Regions from separate parts of the Mus musculus genome. Here region 1 is linked to region 2. A link is a contact called in public promoter capture Hi-C data. All regions are on one chromosome and are shown on one strand. Each heading gives the region's core, a stretch centred on a gene start, on an enhancer-like site or on the middle of the called end of the contact. The rest is flanking DNA. Distances are from core to core; before and after follow the strand shown.

Region 1 (6,520 bases), core at 1,253-3,752, 150 kb before region 2:
GAGAGAAGAGGAGGGGAGGGGAGGGGAGGAGAGAAGAGGAGAAGAAGAGTGGGGGGGGGCAAACAGCCCCTTTTATAGTGAGTCAGGCCTACCTGGCTGTTGCCAGGTAACCATGGGGCGGAGCCTAGAAGAAATGCCAACAGTATGTTCCACAGCTAACTCGTTTGCTTACTATCACACAAATGAGTGTGGGGGGCTCAGCCCCGGGAGGTGGGGTGGGGCAGAGGCACGGCCATGCCAGTGGAGGTTCGGCCATGCAGGTAGTGTGTGTTCACCATGGCAGCCCACCCCATCCTGCACTCGAGGTCACCAGGACATTAAATCCTACTACTGACATAGAAAAGGAAGTCAACAGAGGAAATTCCCAGAAAGGCTTCTTACTTAAGCAGAGGGACATCAGTTGCTAGTTTGAAGAGTGAAGGTGACTTAATGGCCTTAACTGAAGTGTCTTTGGTCAAGATGGACACAGGGGGGCTGGATGCTCTGAGGTGGGAGGTTATTTTCCTGATTATTGCGTGGAGGCAGCCTCCCAGGCCAGTAGGGACATGTAGGTTTTGTTTATGTTTGTTTGTTTCCAGGGCTTATATACAAGTATATCCCTCATCTTCAAACTAGTCAGTCACCTGTGCCAAGCCAGTGTCACCACAGGGCAATGCTAGACTGCTCCTAGCCATGGAGCTCATGCCTGCTGGCCCTGCCCTGTCAGTCCCCCTCATGAGGATCACAGAGAGCCTCCTGCATAAGTGCTCTCCGTCCAGCCCCTCTGCCTCCTGAGCCAGCGGGTGCCTCCAGAGCTCCCATGCACGCCCCTCCTCGCAGGAACCACTGAGCCAGTCAGCATAGCAGCAATTTACAAGTACTGACGGATTTCTAACTTCTTCATTATTTACCTAAGGCGCTCTTAGTTATTGGAAACCGCTAGGGATATTCCAGCTGCATTTTGCAGCACACATGGTGTCACTGTGCATCCACAGTGGCAGCCTAGGGGCTTCCCTGGTCACCCCTCAGGCCTGCCATCTCTCTGACACAAACAATCCACAACTGGATGGGCGCCACTCTCTCTTGCCTTCACCACAGAGTTGTAACTATCTCAGGTACAACGACTGCACCAACAGACAGACAGACAGACAGACAGACAGACAGACAGACAGACAGAGGTGGCAGGTGGACCTCTCTTTGAGGAGCTTCTGTCTTGGCTTTGGAGCACTCTTGGGTCACCTGCTACCCAAAGCATTCTCTGACAGAGAGTCAGGATAGGTCTGAGTCTCAGTGCAATGTCGCCCAATTAAGCTGTGTCAGCAGAGGGCTGGCTGAGTGGCACCTCTGCCCCCCTCCTTGACCCCGCCCCCGCCCCCCATGTACCTGGCATGTGTTAGTCTGCTTGACCTGCCTGAGGTTTTATGTTCCTGTCTTGTAGATGAGGGAAATGAGGTTTGTGGGACCCCATGGGGTCCCGTTTCCTGTCACCCTGTCCCATCTCCTACCACCTTCTCCCTTTCTCACTCCATCTGCAGTGTCTGGACTGTTCCTTTCGTTGAGCCAGGTACCCCCAGGACCTTTGCACGGCCTGTTGGCTCTTCACCTCTCCTTCAGGTGAGGTTCACATGCCATCTTTCTCAGAAAGGTCAGACTGGAAGAACAGCATCCCCACGGCCCGTTGCCCCTCACGCTGTTTTCCTTCATGCATGCACTTCAGTGGGAAAGGACTCTGAAGCCAAGCCTTTGAGCATACTGCCTATCAGGAGGCAGGAGAAGCCCGATACGGATGGAGCCTAAGGCCCAGCGCGGCAGTGGCGGGTGCCCAGTAAATCAGAGGATGAAGGAGGCTCAGAGGAGCCTGCCGAGTCACAGCTAGCCTTGTTCCCACACAAGGTGGAGCCTGTGGACCCAGCCTCCAGCAACAGCCTGCCTGTACCTGTAATTAACTGGCAGCCCGGCTTCTCTCTGCTGGTGCTCTGAGCTGTAAGTGCTGCAAGACACTGTGGCAATCTCCTCTTAATAGCTCTGTTGTACGAGAGCGAGGAGGGTGGGGGAGTCGTCTACGATTTTCTCTCTTGCTCTTTAAAAAAAAATATATATATATATATATACATACACACATATATATATACACACATATATACACATATATATATGAAAATCAAATATATATTAGAGCAAAACAATGAGAGAGCGCCAGTAGACTGTCATGTCAAGTCAATGACAAGCATTTGCTTTAGTACAAAAATGCTCTGGCCGTGAGGGTAACATCACTCTGGGAGGTTGGGGGAGGGGGTAGTCCTTGAGGCTCTCTCATATAACCTCCATTGTAACAAACCAGCCCTGATTGTGGTCCCAAGATGCTCAGTGTCTTGGGGAGCTCACCCTCAACCCTGATCGCAGGCAGCGTTTCAAAGACTCATCTGCACCGCACCTCCCATTCAGCCCCGATGCCCCCTTATGGGTGTGCCCTGAGCTCTCAGACTATGCGATGCACACAGCACTCTGCAGAGCTGGCGTGCCTCCTTCCAAATTGTGTGTCACGGGCATCAGTGATTGTCACTGGTACTCCGGGCTCCCCGCTGGCTGGGAGGAATAATTGAGGACACAGAAGCAGCTGGCTCTTCGCAGACATGCTTCCGCTCCAGAGGGCTGATGACCCTTGCCTCCGGGTGAGCCAGGAGCACCAGTCAGCGCCAACTGAGTGCCTTACAGACTCTGTGGCCCATCCTGCTTCCCCTATTAACGCAGAACTGTGGAATCCTCCCTCTACCTCCGGAGAAAGCGTGGCAAAGGATTCCTCTCCTTTTTTGGTAAAGAAAGTTTCTACTGAATAAACACACCCTTTGCTTCTCCCAATCTGCACAGACAAGCAGTTGCTAGAACGGGGCTAAGGGGCTCTGCGCTTCTCTACTGGGGACCAAGAAGCTCATCACCTCGGCAGATCACGGTGGCAGGCCTTGCCCTAGACACTTGGCCATGCCCGAAGGCCACAGCCAGCCTGGAATATGGGCTCTGGAAAAAGCAGAATGCAAGGCAGAGTCCCTGGCAGGAGTCACGTCTGCCCTGCCTGGTTTGCTCAGTGCTATGGAAGAGTTATCAGGAGAATGCGTCAGGCCCAACACAGGGATGGAACACCAAGTCGCCCCATCGGATACCAGACAGCTGAGTGTCAATAGACAACTGGCCCCTCTGGGGCACAGGGGATGTAACTGTCGTGGGAAACAGGTGCTGAGGACCTGGGTAGAGGACTATCTTTTCATCCTTGAGATGGGCACCAACTCTGTCCCCTAGCTGGGTTCAGGTGCCACCTTGGAGAGTCGGAACATCTGAGGAGCCTTGGCAGAAGATGGGGAGCTGGCACCACACCCCACCAGACTGCCTGTCATGAGCTATTCCTGGAATTCTCCTGTCACGTGGCGCAGGAACCTAGGGCCACTTGCTTGAGAGCTGTGTCCAAGCCACGGTTCTCAGAGGCAAGTCCTGCAGCGCCTCAGAGCAGCTTCCATTAGCCCTAAGCAAGGAGAAGCAGGGTGGAGATGGGAATCTGGCTTTGCCACACTATGGCTGTGTCTCCTTGGACACGTTTTTCTAATGTCTCTGAGCATGCTTCCCGAACAGGGATACTGCAGGAATGAACACTGGCTGATTTGTGGGCAATGTTACTTGTACCACATGATGGAATTTCCAGTCAGGGGACAGTTGCTTAAACACAGGCCTTCTCTGACCCCACTTTACCCTCCCAGGGATTTGGTTCACAAGTCTGACCTTTACCATATACAGAGAGCACATACCCCACCCTCCCACCCCTGTCAGCTCCAATAACTGTCATTAAACAGCTGGGTGCCTGGAAGGTCAGCCACCAGCAGGCCTTGGTCTCTGTTCCCAGCACGGTGGTGTGGCTAGAGCGGGAGGTGGCTCTGAGGCTGACTGACACCGAGACAGCATCTGGGTGTGGGAGGCACCCTGGAGGCTGGTGACTGACTGCCAGGCTATGCTGAGTCCACTGGGCAGCTGACTTCTCCCACAGGCTCTGTTTCCTAAGAGCATTCAACGGGGTGCTGGCCTGTGTTGAGGGTGAGGTTCTTGTAGGCACTGGGATGAAGGTCTCTCCAGGCTTCTGCTGTATCATCATCCTTTATGGTGCCAGAGCCCACATGGGAGCTGCAGAGCCCCTGAGGACAACAGCAGCTGCCTCTAAGTTGACTGCCTCAGGCCAGAGCTAGCAAGCTGCGTTCCCACAGGCACGTCTTAGCACGTCTGTGTTCACACTGAGAAGACAGAGAGGCAGCTCATGCCAATCTGTTCTTTCCATGGTTCCTGTATATCCTTCCCGATCACACCTTGGGCAGGGACCCCTGGGGTCAAGCTCTCTGAAGGCCTTGAGTGTATATAGCTCCTCTCCCATGCGTATAGCCTCTCTCTTGGGAGTCCAGTCAGGCACTAAGGGCTCTTGGCACTCCAGGATGTCACTCATGACGCTAGGGTCCTCTTACCACAGTAGGGGCAATAGATGTGGCCCTAAGAATGCAGTTGTACTCAGAGAGCTGATCCTGCCTCAATCTCCATCACCTGCCCCTCCCCCCCCATCAATTTGCAGAGCAGAAAGCAAGAGAACGTTATGAAGGCCTTCTGAGCATGTGTTACCACCGTGCTACAGGCAAGTTGGTGACATGAGCAACAGAGGCCTAGGAAGCACCCTGCCTGCCCAGATGCCAGTCTGTTCCACTTGAGGACCAGCTGGGTACCACCCTGCCCCCTCTTTCCAGCCTTCCACTCATTACGCTTTTCCTGAGTGTTGGCAGAGGCCCAACCATTTATTTTTAGTTGTTGACGGGCTGGTCCCTTCCTGGTCCCGTGCTGCAGTTTGAGCCCTGTGGTGGCAGAAAGACTCAGCTCACCAAACACCCTATCCCTTTATCCAGTATTCAGCAATGCACCCCACACAACTATGTGGGCTCCTCAAGGTGTGTTTAAACAGAGACAGCCCCATCATACTTCTTCAAAGTTCCTTTGAGGAGCTCAGGGCCCTCTAAAGCCACGTCCTGCTAAACCTTCACAGGCAGCGACCGCAAAGCTAGGAGCATAGCGCTCATGGCCAGGGCCCAACCTGTGGCTTCAGTTGTTAAGGACCTGAAGAGCATTCTCGTCCCTGAGGATGAGAAGGGGAGAGGCCTCCTGGTGGATCCACTCTGCAGAGGCAGCTGCACACAGAAGACAGCTCCCCCACACATACAGGAAGTAGGGACAGAGAGCCAGGCCCTTGCCTGGTAACAGGAGCAGTGGGACTTTTTCCCAGCTCTGGCCTCGGAAGCTGCCCCTCTCACCTCCCCAGCCTCCCTCCGCCTCCTCAGTAGTGCAAGAAGATCACATTCTGTCCCACTGCTTGGTGGCTGAGGGCAGACACATGCTCCACCTTCTGTGACTGCCTGTAGGAACACATTCAGGATTTAGACAGAAGCAGGACACAGTCCAGGTCCTTGTTACCTAACGAGGATGCAGGGGACTTAAATTTAGACTGTGCCTGTGCATGGTGGGGAGCCAGCTCTGCGGAACTGCAGTGGCACACGTGCGGACATACTCAGTGGATCTGCTGAGCCAGCTCAACAGCCAGGGGAGAGCGGAGTGCTCCAGGAGTGGGCCCCACAGGGGACAGTGCCTCCAGATATATGTCTTTCCTGTTTTTAATTCTATTTCAAAATAGGGTTTCACTCTGTAGACTAAAGCAGGGTAGCTCTGAGCTCAAGATCCTCTTGTTTTGGCCTCCTGTCTGATGGGGCAGGCACTCCTCTGGAGATCTGAGGGGGTGGCCTGAGTGACTCCATTTTGCCCAAGTGTTAGCTAATTCCATCTTACATTTTGCCCAGCTGCTCCCTAGTCCCTGCTAAGCACACATCCTGCTAAACAGGTCGTTCTCATACATCTGCACTTGAAGGTTCTGGAAGATCCACTGCATAAAATAAATTATTTTAGTCAACTGAACTGAAACTTTTGAAACTCCAGTCCCTGGCCTGCCTCTGGTGTGATGTAGTTGTGGTTTTGGCTTTAGAAACCCTACCCTCCCTTCCCTTCTCCAGAGTTGAGAGTTCTTTCTTGCATGAGCCTGCTCTCGGCCACTGGCAAATAAAGGACTCTCCTCTGTCGGACTTTTAGGTGACACTCTTGGGTCCTGCCTGGACACAACATCTGAAGGCCTGAATGAGATTTTTGCCACTGGGGCATGGGGGACGGGGGGGGGGGGGGGGGGGGGACGACGGGTTGCCCAGCCTCACTCTGAGTCTCTCTGGTTTGGTGAACTATTACAGAAGCGGTGATCCCTGAAACATCCCTGGTCCAGGTAACTCACACCAGGGCCAGAGAATCCCAGAATGAACACTGTTTGCCAACATCAAAACTGACCAAGTCCTCATGGGCCTCTCTGACATCTCTGTCTGGGCTAGTCTCTCGTTTGGAAGTGAACATGGACAGGGACCCTTCCCCAGCGCCTTCCTGTGGGAGTCAAGACACTGGGGAATCCTAGTTGGCAATTTTTGGTTAAATG
Region 2 (6,726 bases), core at 3,528-6,027:
TCTCTACCATGCTATTCAGAGTTATGATCTGTGTCTACTGACATCAGAAGCCATCTATCAACTGTCATTAGAACACCTGATGAGAAATGAGGTGGCCCTCCTTCTAGGAAACACTGTGCCTGTTCATGAGTGAGACCCCTCCTCTCTGAGAATGCTTGCCAAGAGCTTTGCTTCCATGGCCACTGTTGTGCTTTTTTGTATGATTAGGATCAGTCCACAATAAACAATAAAAACAGGTTTAAATATACTTTCTGGTTTGCTTTGTTTTATTAGTGGTAGGGTCTCACTAGGTGGCCCAGGCTGGCCTGGAGCTTACTATTGGGACTGCAGAGGCATGCCAGAATGCTTCCAAAGAACATAGTCCAGGGTGTGGGCAGACAGTGGGACACTAGTTCTGACAAAAACGCAGAGCAGCCTTCTGGAAAGAGAAACAGAGCAAGCACGGCAAATCCTCGGTCACACCTGCCCTTCAGTTTGTAAGCATCTGTCTAGCCCAACGTCAACCCTTAATACATGGTAATGGAAGAACTGCCATTAAAAAATTAGTGGATGCTCTCTTATCCGAAGTTATTCAAGTTTATTGAAATTTTAAATGTAAGGACTGGGATGTGGCTCAGTGACAGAGCATTGACCAACAGAAGTGAGGCCCTAAGTTCAGAGCCCAGTGCTATAAAACAAAACACACACACACACACACACACACACACACACACACACACACACCAGTACTAAAGAGCAAAGAGAATACCCTACCAAACTTAAACTGTGTTTGTTGAGGGAGTCATATTCTAAATTTGTAAACCCCAGATAATCTGAGGAAAAAGAAACAAATCTGATTATATAAGAAATTTAAATTTCTGTATTTAAAAATGCTATTAACAAAATTAAACTACAAATACAACACAAGAAAACTTCAGTATTTATCACACCATAAAGCTGGCTTGATGAGGCAGAGCCAGCCTTTAACAACAGCTATCTCTAGGCCATCATTGTTTATCATAATGCTTTGGGTCCCCTTAATTTTTGTCCCTGAGCGTAGTATTTTCATAAACTAAAATGCTCTTAAAAATGAAAGCCAGGGGTTGATGAAATGGCTGCTCAGTGATGCAGAGCACTTAGTGGGCCTGCAAAGGTGAAGGGTGCAGTAGCTAAGACCCACAGGACCCCAGGCACAGATCCGGCACACAGACACACACAGACAAAACATTCATATACCTGAAATACATTCTGACACCAGGCACAGACGTGGCACACTGACACACACAGACAAAACACTCGTACAACTGAAATACATTCTTTTTAAAAAATGAATACAAAGGAAAATGAGAAAACAACTGTTCATAGAGACTTCCAAATTTAGAGATGAGAGAAGAAAAGGAAGTCCCTTACCCATCGACCACACTCACATTCCAATGTCAGGGCCACACCCACAGTCCAAAGTCATCCTTGAACTCTCACCTTGTGCCTCATAGGCATCTAAAGCTTAACCCCAGCACAGAGCAGCTCCTAGCCACCCAACCCCTGCATAAGAAATCTAACACTCGCCTACCCGGATGTGAGTTAGCATGCAACCTTTAACATGAATAACTCAAGACATCACTAGTTTTGCCCTTTTATACTAAAAGTCTTTCAGTATTATCAACAGTGGTAAGGATAAAGGACCACACTACCAGTTCTGTTTCTGTAATCAAATACCCAAGATAATCAACTTATAAAGAGTAAAGGATTATTTTATAGTCTTGCTCCATGATTGTTCCAGGCTAAATCTGTTTATGTGAGCCCACTGCAAGAGTACACGGCAAGGCAGAACCATTCACCTCATGGCCAGGAAACAAAGAGAAGGTTAGGACGAGAGTCCCACAAGCTCCTCCAAGGGCACACCTAATGACAAAGGCTTTTCAGTAGACCTCACTTCTCAGTGAGTCTATCAACTCTCCAAGTGCCACTTTGGAGACTAAACCACATGGTTCTTTGGGAAATACAGCATTGCTAAGGGAAAGGCAAGTCCCTCTCTCAAGGATGTGACCCAAAAGCTGCCCACACCAGTTCCTCTCACATGCTGCTGACCACAACTGGGTCACAGTCACATCTAGCTATAAGGAAGTCATTTTTCCCCCCTAGGCAGTCACATTCATGAAAGGACTCTCTTAAGGTAGGAATTAAGGACAGTGGGTATGGAAAGACTGGACACCTTCATCCAGCACAGTCACAGCCCAGCATGTAGCACAGGATCCCATCTACATAGAGGACACCTCCACACTCACTCACATGCCCCTGGGAGGGTGGGTGTGGGTGTTACATACCATGGGGACTTCAAATACATTTTGCTTTCTATCTTCACTTTTTCTGTATTAAATATAATTCTTTTTTATGTTAAATATTTCTTTTTTTTTAATTTTTAATTAGGTATTTATTTCATTTACATTTCCAATGCTATCCCAAAAGTCCCCCACCCCCCACCTACCCACCCACTTCCACTTCTTGGCCCTGCGTTCCACTGTACCGAGGCATATAAAGTTTGCACAACCAATGGGCCTCTCTTTCCACTGATGGCCGACTAGGCCATCTTCTGATACATATGCAGCTAGAGACACGAGCTCGGGGGGGGGGGGGGGGTACTGGTTAGTTCATATTGTTATTCCACCTATAGGGTTGCAGATCCCCCCAGCTCCTTGGATACTTTCTCTAGCTCCTCCATTGGGGGCCCTGTGATCCATTCAATAGCTGACTGTGAGCATCCACTTCTGTGTTTGCTAGGCCCCGGCATAGTCTCACAAGAGACAGCTACATCTGGGTCCTTTCAACAAAATCTTGCTAGTGTATGCAATGTAATTCTTTTTTTTAAAGATAAATTTTATTTTTATTTTTATTTATGTGTATGTGGTGTGTGTGTGTGTGTGTGTGTGTGCGCGCGCGCATACACACACATGCATGCATTTTCATGCTCAAGTGTGTGCATTGGATCTCCTGAAGACAGAATTACAAATGGTTGTGAGCTACTTGGTATGAGTGCTGGGAACTGAACTCTGGTCCTCTGCAAGTACTGCTAATGGCTGAGCACCCCCTTTCCAGTCCCCAAAAGTACCTTCTTATAATTGGACATACATTTCAATGTAGCTTTTTACACCTGAGTGAACCTCACAAACTAAACATCTGCTGGAAGACATGTGACCAGGTATCACAGGCCAGGAAGCAGTCTCGGAGTCTGAGATGAGAGTGCAGGAGGCCTGGTGGGGTGCATACAGGAATGTGCCATGAAGCTGGAAGAGCTGGAGAGAAGAGTTGAGGTGCATCCCAGGCCTCTGCTGACCTCACAGAACTCTGGAGCTAGGGTGGCTCTTCAGAGTTATCCTAATTGAGGGCCTTTGTACCCCTCATCCACCAGTCATTGGATGCTGAAGGCATTCAGGGAGAAAACAAAAACTTAGCCAAGGCCACACTTTCTGTCTAGAGCCATTCCAGGCAGGGGCTGAGTATGAAACCATCAGTAGCTACTGCTCAGTTGATGAAATATGCTCCTGTACTGACAGGGTCTGTGTGCATGCCACAACATTGGGTGACACCAGGGATAGGCAGGCAGGCAGGCAGGCAGGCAGGCAGGCAGGCAGGCAGGAAGGAAGGAAGGAAGGAAGAAAGGAAGGAAGGAAAATGAGAAATAATGTAGCTCATACTGTGTAGCACAGGCCTATTGCTCTCTGTGTTATCCTATTTGATCTCAGTAGTCTTGCAGACAGATTGGTTAAATCATACTTCAATCTATAGAAACTCAAGGATAATGCCCCAGTGAGACTCAAGAAGAGGAGGCAGGTAAGCAATAGAACTAAGATGCAAGCCCAGGCAAGGATCCTTTGTCTGAAGCGTCTTGCTGCCTCCAGAACGAAGTCGCAAAGTCGAGGCTTTGTTGGCATCACCTGGGATGAAATCTGCTAACAGCTTGGAAGAGACCTTTAGAGCCTCTGTGCACCAGAACAGAGAAGTGAAGAGCTTAGGGCAAGGCAAATGTGCCCCAGCAGATCAGCAGTGGAAGGCAGCGCTGCTCTGGGCAGCTTAGTTGGTTTGCTTTGCATCATCCTCAGGGAAGATGCTTCTGTTCTCAACCCCAGAGCTCATGGTGAAAGTGCATACCCAGAATCTCAGCAGGAGTAAATCTCAGACAAACTCAAGCTGAGTAGCTCTGTAAAACAACCAGCCTGAACTTCAAACAAGCAAACCAGTAAAGTCATGCAAGACAAAGGCATCTCCACGGATTGTCCAGATGAAAGGAGACCAAGCAGAACTGTCAGGTAAATGCAGTGTGTGGTCCTGGACTGGAGAAGATTCTTAGGGGTCAGGGCAATCCTGTTATAGACTGCATGCACCTCTCTGCTAACAGAGGGCTGTGCTGGCGCGTGCCACAGTCATAGTGGTGGTGGTGGTGGTGTTAAGTGTTCTGGCGTTAATGGTTATACTATGGATTTGTAAAAGGCCATTTCTGTTCCTAGGACTACATGCTTCAGCAATTGAGGGACTAGGGTGAGGGTCACATCACAGTGTCTGGAGTTTGCTCTTTACTTCATCCAGTTTCTTTTACAGCAGACTACATAAGTAGATTTTTAAAAAGGAGGATTATTTGGTTCGTAGTTCTGAATGCTGGAGAGTCCAAGATCAAGTAGCTGCATCTGGGAGAGGCCCACAGTAGAACACAGAGGGCAAGAGGGCAGCATGTGACCCGGCTCTGTAACAAGCAGCTTTAGAAGCAGCTGACCCACCCCAGAGAGAATGACAACTTTCTTGAGACACTATTAATCATGAGGACTCTATCCCCATGACCCGAGGCTCCACCTCCCTCCCAACACTGCTAGATTTAAGAAGTACATCTCAACATGAGTTTCGGTTTTTGATTTTTGTTTTGTTGTTGTTGGGGCAGGGAACCATATTTAAACTATAGCAACTCTCAAATATTAGGAAACTAGAATTATGTAAGATATTGGCACAAGTAAATATAATGAATGTTAACTGTTGTGAGAGGTCATTGTAACTCTACTGTGACTTTATTTGAATTCTTGAAATTCTTTCAAAATGAAGAAATAACAAGATATATTCCCACAGCCAGGCAGTGGTGGCTTATGACTTTAATTCTAGCACTTGGAAGGCAGAGTCAGGCAGATCTCTGTGAGTTAGAGGTCAGTCTGGTTTACAAAGTGAGTTCCAGGACAGCCAGGGCTACAAAGAGAAACTCACCTCAAAAAAAAAAAAAAAAAAAAAACCAGAAGGGAGGGGAGGGGAAATAAAACATCAGGAGAACAGCCTATAGGCTCCAGATGAGCAAATGTTATAGTTTCTGAATAGTGAGTAAAGATTGCTATAGGTAGACCAGTGAACCGGAAATTGACCTTCAGAAAATTCTAGAATGTATTTTCAAATGAATGCTTTTCGAATACATAGAAAAGTTTATTAGTGTACCACCAATACTCCTACTGTGGTGTGCACCCACACAGCCCCCTGTCAGTACAGATCTCTATAGGCCAACAGGAACACATACACGCACACACATACAAATAGACAAGACAGATCAAAGTAACCTCATTATCTTTTTTAACTATAACGGAATGGTTATAAGCACAGTGAACTTGACTTTGGCAGTTTTTACTCTGTTGTTGAAAACATTCCGTGGAAAAGGTAAATAAATGCCTGCGGGTGTTTCTGCAGCAGCTTGCATCTGGTCCCTCAAAGAAAGCTGGAAGTGCATTTTTTAACCTATGTCTGCTGTTCAGAGGTTGGTGGCTTAAACAATAGGAGCTGCTTTGCAGCTGGCGTTGAGGGTCCCATGCCTCACCTTGGTTTGCAGAGGGTTATCTTCATGTTCATGTGGCATTTCATGTGTGAGCCTTTATCTGTACACTCATTATCCACATAAGCAGAGCCCACTCAGGCACTCCTTGTTCATTTGATTGGCCCTGTGCACCCTATGTCAAATAAGGCATTCTGGGGCACAGAAGTTAGGATTCCAACGCATAAATTTAAAGGACAATTCAACCCTTAAGTAGGGAAAGAATCTCTAGGACAGAGTCTCAAAATTCCTTCCTCCCTCGCTCCCTTCCTTCCTTCTTCCAACTCTATTGTGATAATACAATTAGGGGAAATGAAATTAGTGTGTAACGATGGAAAGGAAAAGCAATAGTAGAAGCCTGTGAAGGAGGTAGCCCAGAGACTTGAAACTGGAGGATGGGGTTCCCGCGACCACTCAGCTCCCTGGGTGCAGAATGGTCCTGAGACACAGCAGCCTCCCGGCTGGCATGAGAATTAAAGAGGGAACGAGCAAAATGCATTATGCAAACTGCAAGCCTCACAGAACTCTCTAATCATAGGCACTGCCACCTGCTGGGAGGCTTAATCAGAGTTCCAGCAGGGGCGGGGTGGGGGGTGGGGGTGTGAAGCCGGGATTGAGCGGGTGGGATGCTGACTGCAGTTCAATCAGCCATCAAGATGGGGTTGTCATTTCTTTTACCGCTGTTTTGATCAGGTTTGGGAGGCAGGGATTTACAAATTTACAAATCTAATTGTGTGCTAATTTGTGAGACCTATTTGGGAGAATTCCATCCATTTTTCTATTCTTCAAAGGAGTTTAGACATTCAGTGCTTAAAGAGATCCTTAGACATTCAGTGCTTAAAGAAGACAGCTAGACATCATCTTTTCAGTAGCCCAGCCCAGTCAGCCAAGGAGTCAGGACAAACCCCTGAATTTCT

The links. Capture Hi-C pulls out chosen DNA fragments and counts their contacts.
Region 1: a promoter capture Hi-C map of adipose tissue shows a contact between it and region 2. The contact joins two enhancer-like sites. A contact is called at or near these places in 1 of 484 Hi-C or Micro-C datasets (nephron progenitors), 2 of 115 datasets of contacts at active chromatin or transcription factors (embryonic basal ganglia and embryonic stem cells) and 2 of 9 other capture datasets (adipose tissue and liver).

Annotation. Positions count from the first base shown.
Region 1 is chr6:88,783,768-88,790,287 of GRCm38.p6, reverse strand. All of the region lies in intron 3 of Mgll (monoglyceride lipase), which reads right to left. Among named protein-coding and RNA genes, the nearest start is that of Gm26588, 44 kb to the right of the region's middle. Within about 2 kb of position 2,502, at least 48 of the 459 cell types and tissues checked have an H3K27ac peak or open chromatin away from gene starts, as enhancers often do. A contact at or near this core is called in adipose tissue, where this site is marked.
Region 2 is chr6:88,639,727-88,646,452 of GRCm38.p6, reverse strand. No RefSeq gene overlaps it. Among named protein-coding and RNA genes, the nearest start is that of Kbtbd12, 16 kb to the right of the region's middle. Within about 2 kb of position 4,777, at least 29 of the 459 cell types and tissues checked have an H3K27ac peak or open chromatin away from gene starts, as enhancers often do. A contact at or near this core is called in adipose tissue, where this site is marked.